Linked DNA regions of Mus musculus: region 1 is linked to region 2. Evidence: chromatin contacts called from public promoter capture Hi-C data. All regions are on one chromosome and are shown on one strand. Each heading gives the region's core, a stretch centred on a gene start, on an enhancer-like site or on the middle of the called end of the contact. The rest is flanking DNA. Distances are from core to core; before and after follow the strand shown.

Evidence for each region. Promoter capture Hi-C pulls out the DNA fragments that hold promoters and counts their contacts.
Region 1: a contact with region 2 is called in a promoter capture Hi-C map of embryonic stem cells. The contact joins the promoter of Casp8ap2 here to the promoter of Bach2os in region 2. A contact is called at or near these places in 3 of 39 promoter capture datasets (embryonic stem cells, liver and macrophages), 2 of 115 datasets of contacts at active chromatin or transcription factors (embryonic stem cells and microglia) and 1 of 9 other capture datasets (adipose tissue).

What each region holds. Positions count from the first base shown.
Region 1 is chr4:32,613,273-32,617,127 of GRCm38.p6, forward strand. Casp8ap2 (caspase 8 associated protein 2) reads left to right here and starts at 2,198. Exons shown (of 11, transcript NM_001122978.2): 1 at 2,198-2,220.
Region 2 is chr4:32,570,326-32,574,110 of GRCm38.p6, forward strand. It overlaps Bach2os (BTB and CNC homology 2, opposite strand), which reads right to left and starts at 1,337. Exons shown (of 5, transcript NR_026843.1): 1 at 1,259-1,337. The region is part of intron 3 of Bach2 (BTB and CNC homology, basic leucine zipper transcription factor 2); the gene reads left to right.

The sequences.
Region 1 (3,855 bases), core at 948-3,447, 44 kb after region 2:
GTGAAAATACTGTGAGGTGATATTTAAGAACATGGGAAAGTTAAGCTGGTGCCCAACTAGAACCTTCACCACTGCTGACTAGTACGGTGCTGGAAAGGTATTCTGGATGTTCCTGGAGGTGAAGGGTGATCATCAATATTACCCAGCCATAGACCCTGCCATTTACAACAGGAATGCCTGCAAGACATATTTGTATGTTCCTTCATTTACTGACCGGGCCAGGGTAGAAACGGCTGTTAGAAATCAAACTAGGCTAGTGGGAGAAACTGTGGCAATTTTGAGAGTAATTAGACATTTTACGCCTTTATCAGAAACAGAATTTAATGGCAATTACCAGACTCAATACAGTTGCTGTTGCCAGGGTACAATGATGTCTGCAAACTATAAAGGGTATACAAAATTAATGCTAAGACCAATTTTTCTGTCAAGCTTCCTTCCATGTTTCTTTGGCTTCTGAGCGACCATACATAGAAACACAAAGAGTACTGAGTACTTCACTGCCTGAAGCATTTGGTCTCTCAGGAATGGGAAGGCGCATCGTGCTTCAGGAGCCATGGACTCTAAACTGAGAAACCTATGCTGCATGACTCTCAAGGCATCTATGCCAGGTCAACGCCATGGGTCCCTGCACATATTGGTGCAATAGTGACGTGCATGCTATAGGAATAACAAACCATTTTCTGTGTGGATTTAAGGTCTGCTCAGTGAGACCATATCTGACACTGCTCAAATGGCCAAGAACCTGAGACTAGATAGTTCATAAGCCTAGAGGTAAAACTACTACTATGATTCTGCAAAGGCCAATAAAATACTCATCACGACATAGCGCTATACCCCTAAATCACTGCATTATTCAAGACTCATCAGAGAAACTTCTTACAGTAGGAAGCAACTAACAATGGGCAGAGAGTGAATCTTTGGAGCACTTAGCCCTAAATGGGACGCCTTCATCAAACCCTTTGCCTCAAGGATCAGGGACCCATTACCCAAAAGGAGGCAGAGAGACTCTCAACAGCCAGAGGTGGCGGATGACTCCAAGAACTGTGTCATCCAAGGAACAGACACAACAGGACTAATAAATATATGAATGCAGAGGCCGATAACCCTCATAAGACCCGTTGGGGTTCAAGCCTGAGGAGGTATTTGCAGTTGAATTCAACCTGCAGAGAAAGGAGACAGCAGTTTTCTTTAGTAGAGTGGCACTGGTCTATCAGCCAGACTTTGGGGAAGGGACAATACCCAGGAGTAGTTGACCAATATAAATTGAATTCCATGTTTTTGTGTCTGAGCTTTTTGTTTCGTTTTGTATTGTCTTGGCTTTGTTTGTTTTTTCTTACTGGTTTCTTTTTTGTTTCTTTTTCCTTTTTTCTTTCTTTTTTTGAGAAAGAGAACATGAAGTTCGGTGGGTAAGGAGGTGGGATCAGAGATGCGTTCGGGTAGGGGAAAAACGATAAAAATAATTTATTGTATATATATATGTATATATATATATATATATATATATTTTTTTTTTTTTTGGTTTGGTTTTTCGTGACAGGGTTTCTCTGTGTAGCACTGGCTGTCCTGGAACTCACTCTGTAGACCAGGCTGGCCTCGAACTCTGAAATCCACCTGCCTCTGCCTCCCAAGTGCTGGGATTAAAGGCGTGCGCCACCACGCCCGGCTTTACATAAAAAAGTTTAATACGGAAAAACAAAAACAAAAACCTTCTTCTATCCCGCTGAATTAGTAATTCTACGCTACGTTCACCATCCAGGATGGCATCTTAAAGGTCAGATCTTAGCGCTGTCTAGCGCGCAGCTGACACAATTTATACACTAAAGACCTCAAGCCTTCTCCACTTGCTCTCAGCCAAAACAGCTAGGAGCCTCCACCTTTACTTTCCCTTTCATTAGCGTCTCCCAGACCCGCCCCACTTCCGCTCTGGTGACGTCTTTTCCGCGGAGAAACCCCGCCCCGTTGTCACTGAGGTCACGGCCCGCCCACTTCCCTTCGGAGCCACAGAAGAGTAAGTACCAGAGTTTGGCGCCAACTGGAATCTTTTTTTCCGCCTTCAATGGCGGGAACTGGCTGTGTGCGCCGAGACGTGCTTTGCGTCTTATCTAATTGGTTGTCGGCGCTCGGTCCCGCCCTGGCGTCCTTACCGTGAGCTGCGATTGGTGGAGACGGCGGAGCGCCTGGCGTCCGGACAGCGGCCGCTGTGCGGGGCTGGCCGGCCGGGTAAGTTCCTGAGGGCCTGTCGCGGGGCTGCTGGGGAGAGGCAGCGGGGTGCCGCCTGGGATGGCTTACGCTCTGGGCGAAGGGTTGTGCCTGGCTGGGCCTCGAGGAGCCAGCTGCCGTCCTCGGGGAGCGCCCCTCGGAGCGTCTCGGGGGGCGCTGGGGCGAGCACCCGGAACATCGCCGGGTCTACAGCGCGCCCCTCCCCTCCCCCACCCGTGTCTCCCAAGTCCCTACTGCCGAGCTCTCGGTGAGTGTGGAGAAGGGGCTGTCCCGAGGGTCGGGCGATCAGTGACAGGGGCAGTTTCCCAAGCTGAAAGCTTGAGAGAAGAAGTTGTTTATGTGCTCTCCGCAGCGCCTCGAACCATCCCTGACATGGGAATGTAGAATTCTCAGGAAGCATTAGTGCTTCAAGGATCCTCTTGGCGGTCTTTTCTCGCCACACCAACACCAAACTTCTCGCTGAAGGCCTTTCTCCTATGAGCTTCAACCCCGCCTTGGAAGGGACTAGGCCACTAGGCAAGACTTCTTGGCTCTGTTACCATACCCCAAATTATTTTTTTTCCATAGTATTTCCTGCCATCTTACGGGATATGTCCAGAGATTTATGTTTTAAGGGGTGTTTTTGATTTTTGACATCTGACTGGAATTTATCCCAGCTCTCCACTTTCTAGCTGTTGGCTGCAGCAGATTTTCTAATTGGCTCTGTTAGGTTCCTCATCTATTTAGACGGGATAAGGAATAATATAGACTTGATAGGAGCTTCAGGATAATTTAAAGGAGTACTTAGCGCACTTATATCAATACTTGACTTGTGTAATGTATGCTGCTTTTCATGCCTGTCTCATCCTCAGAACCTAGAGTGAGATTTGCCTCTTAGCTTTTGCCTGGTTGTTTTCCTTCTACAAATGTATGCTTTTGTGTATTGAAAAATTTGAACTTCATACTGCTTTCAGAAAAGATTAGATGACCCCTTTCTCTATGCATTTGCTTATGAATCTGTTGAAGCTGTTTATCCTTCCAGATAATGGTTATCAACCTGTAAAATTTTTAAAGAACATTTTGGTGCTAGGGACTGGCCTTTTCAAAGCTGTGAGGACTGCACACTACTGAGCAACCTTCCTAGCCCAGCAGCTGTTATTAATCAATCATTAGCTTCTTGGTTTTTAAAACTTGGCCTCTGCATGTTTCAAAGGTGTACCACTCCTCTCAGTAGTAACTCAGATGGGAGATGAGAAGAAGTATAGAAAGATCTCTCTCACTCCTCTACCTTTCATATTCTCTCTCTCTCTTTCTTCTCCTATCTTCCCACCCTGGGAGACTCACTGACTTGTAATTTTTTTTTTAATATACCTGTCACCATGATGCTAATGAGCCCCAAATCATCTTAACTCTCCTTTTCTTTTAAGAAAAATCTGTTAGGGATCCAACTCTATTTCTAACCCAGACCGACATTTTCACCTGATTGTTGTACAAGTGATTCACCGGGTCTTCTTTATTTCTCCATTACCATTAAAAGAATGCCTTCCACCTTATCAGAGGTAGAAATTTCGGAATCATCTTTAACTAATTTGGCATTTCATTAGCTTAACAAATTATTTTATTACTTACTAACTACTAACCGCTATGCCAGACAGT
Region 2 (3,785 bases), core at 87-2,586:
CCTGTCTACCGTGCAGCCTCCCTGCCCAGAGTCCACTGGCCATAACAGCAGGCTATTCGGACAGGTGGGGGCGAGAGTTAGCAGAATGTTTCATTGTGTCATATTGTCTACTCTGTGCTGTCTCTGGGGACCCAGAGAGTAAACACCTCTGATGAGAAGTACCGTCTGGAAGGATATGTTAGGCAGGAGCACTGACTCAAACAGCAAGCTGTACAAGCTTGTGTACGTTGTATTAATCTCCTGGAGGAAAGAGCAGAGGCGTGAGCTTTCTCGCAGCTGGTCGGCTTTCCAAGACGTTGTCACATTACCTAGTTTTCAGCCCTGTGTGGGGTACATGGATGCACACAAAAGCTTGTGAAAATATTCCTCTGGAAAGGCCCAGGGCTGCCCCTCATCTCCAGGAATGCCCGCCCGTTGCCTTGGAAACAGCCGAGGGCTGAGGTTGAGCCTCCGCATCCCTTGAGGAACAAGGCAGGTGCTCCCACCTGCTGGTCAGTGTAAGTTCCTCCTTGCTGTGTGGCTAGCAGATCTACAAACAGAACCCAGCACAAGAGTGAGGGCTCCCTTCCCCCTGAGAGAGAAGAAGATGTATGGCTGACTGTTTTCTTCTCCACTGACCGTCTTTAAAAACGAAGCCCGATTGCAACAATCCCTGATGAAATTCCATGTGTGGTTTGCTTTTGCTCCAAGGACTTTGACACTGCCATTGTTGATTTTCCCTTTCCCCCGCCAACCTTCCATCCTGTCTACCTGGTCTGTGTTTGCTGTCTAGATGGCTTTAAATACAGTAGCGCTCGGTGCGGAAGCCCTTTAGACTTTCCTTGTGATCTGCTCTGTGGCATGTTTTCTTTCTGCAAGTAAGCAAATACAGTCTGGAGCTGAAGTAAGATGGCTCTGCTGTCAGTGGAAATAGAAGTCCCCTGAGCCCCAAGGGTGCACAGCTTTTGTGATGCCCAGGTGCTATGTCTCCAACTGACGACCTGTGTGCTGCTGGGGCACCATCTAGGATCTGAGTGTCTGTTATCCAAAGCTTGGAAAATGGAGATAAACAGTGCACTGTATCATTGGAAGCCTAGGAGAAACAGCCCCACAGGCAAAGGCCTTTCCAACAGCCTGCAAAGGAGCCATTTGTCCTGCCTGCACTCACCACATGGGAGGCATAGTAAGTGCCACATGGAGTAAGTGCACAGCTAGGAAGTAACCCGACAGAATTTTCACCCGGCCCTAGGAAAGGCAAATGATTCTTTAGTGTGCTTACCTTTGTGCATGGTGATCAACTGGGCACAAATACCAGGACTGAGCCTCATGACTATCTGATGCAACCAACAGATAACTCCCAGATTCAGGGCAGACTAGCCATACCCTTGACCTCTTAAAGAACACAGACTCAACACTCCACCCTCTGAATCCTAACAGGAAGTTGCTTTCTTCACCAATAAACCCAGGCCCACATGCTTTCTCCAGTGACTCTTTTTCCTGAGAGATCTGTAAGATTCCTGGGCACGTCCTACACATGTCTAGCAAGCCTTTTGTGGGGACCCATCTGAATTGTGGAACAATACTGGAACAATAAAATGTGCTTTAGATTTTAATTTTTCATCATTGAATTTTTTGTAAATAACTTGTATAGATTACATTAGAAATATTTTATACACTGGGATAAATGACATGTTCTTAAAATGAAACTCACCTGGATTGTTTTGTTTTGTTTTGTTTTTACTTTATTTAATGTGGCCGCTTTCAATTTTTTGGTTTCTTGCAGGGGTGGGGGTGTTGGTTGAGTTTTTCTGAAACAAGCTCTCGGTATTTAACCTTGGCTAGGCTCAAACTCAGAGATCCACCTGCCTCTGCCTCTCAAGTGCTGGGATTAAAGGTGTAACACAACACACCTGACTGACATACACTTGTAAGTTTAGCCTCTCTGACTGGTGTTAGTATTAAAGGTTAGCCTAGCACATGACATTTAGGCTTACATTGCCATCTGCTGGCCAAGCCAAGAAATTGAATATGAGAAAAAAACCTAAGCAACCTGAGCTGGGTCTAATAGCCTGGGCTGGCCTGGAACTCCACAGGCCTCTGAGGGTGGCCTTAATCTTCCTGCCTCCACCTCCTCCCAAGTGCTAAGATTGCTGAGGTCATAACTGTGCAGGAGTTGCAGAAACAGATGTAACTGCAGAAGTTCCCAAACCATCAGCACCGCCTTAGCAAGGAAGGGCAGAGAGAAGCTGTTAAAAGTCACAGACCTGGGGCTGGAGAGATGGCTCAGTGGTTAAGAGCGCCAGCTGCTCTTCCGGAGGTCCTGAGTTCAATTCCCAGCACCCACACAGTGGTTCTCAACCATCTGTAATGGTATCTGAAGTCCTCTTCTGATGTGTCTAAAGACAGTGACAGTGTACTCAAATATATAAAATAAATAAATCATTTTTTAAAAATGTCACCGACCTGAACTCCAAACCCCATGGAGACTGACAAGGCCCTAGAGAGAGAGAGAGCCTGGGCTTGCTCTCAGCTTCTGCATCAGACACAAAGTCAATGTTTTCACACAAAACAATTAGGGTCTTCAGTAGCCCATGCTGGCCTTAAACTCAGTTTGTCAGTTTGTAGCTAAGGATGACCTTGAATTCCTAATTTCCATACCTTCACTTCTTGTGTTTATAGATGAGGACCACTCCCTGCATCAGGTCTCCATAGTTGCCGTTCTTACAAAATAATACATACTAAAATTAAACAACAGAGAAGACACCTCCAGAGTTGTGATATCCTCTCTTCATTGTTGTGGAGTTTTATTTATTTATTTCTATTTTATAGTTGTTTGTGTGTATGTCTGTCTGTACCACGTGTGTGTCTGGGGCCAACAGAGACCAGAAGAGGGTATTGGATTCCCTGAAACTGTAGCCACAGATGATTGTGAGCTGCCATGTATGTTCGTGTGTGTGTGTGTGTGTGTGTGTGTGTGTGTGTGCTGGAAATCAAACCTGGGTCCTCTGGAAGAATAGCAGGTGTTCTTAACTATCGAGCCATCTCTCCCACCCCTGCCATCCTCTCTTTTAAAAATATTTACCTTGACTTGTGAAGGACTTAAAAGTAGGAATCGTGCCTAAACCTTAATGGCTTACAGTAGCAGTGGTCATTCAACAGCTCTCACACGTTCTGTGTGTCAGGAACTGAGCTGGCCCTCATGAGCATTTCTGGCTCAGATCGGGTGTTGGCTGGGGTTACAGTCCTCTGCGGGTCTCAGTGGCTTCAAGAATTCACTTCTGGGCTGGCAAGGTGGTTCCTCGGGTAAAAGGGGCAGCCACTAAGCATGGAAACTGAGTGTCATTCCCAGGGCCTGTCTAGCTAGAGGAGTGAACTGAGTTCAGAATAATTAAATAAAACCTCATAAGCAATGAGCATGCTTCCATTCACAGAACTGGCAGGATAGTGCTGTGAGCTGGAGATGCCAGGTCTGCCCTACTGAGCAGCCAGTGAAACAGGACAAAGTACAAGTCTCAGTGCCCTTCAAGGCTTAACTTCGAGAACACATGACATCGTCCAGCAAGGTGTTTATCAGAAGGAAGGAATATGCATCGTGTCAGAGAAATAACAGAATTACCCTGTAAAAGAAAACGTAATTTTAAAAACCATATCCTGACAAAGTGCCTAGCATAACACTAACCTGAGAAGCGTACCTTGTTTTGCACGAGGACACTGAGGGTCAGAGGGGTGATGTCACCTCTCTCCTGTGTGAGAACTAAAGCCCAGCTCTGACTCCTCCTACCCAGGATGTCACCTTGGGTTCTGTG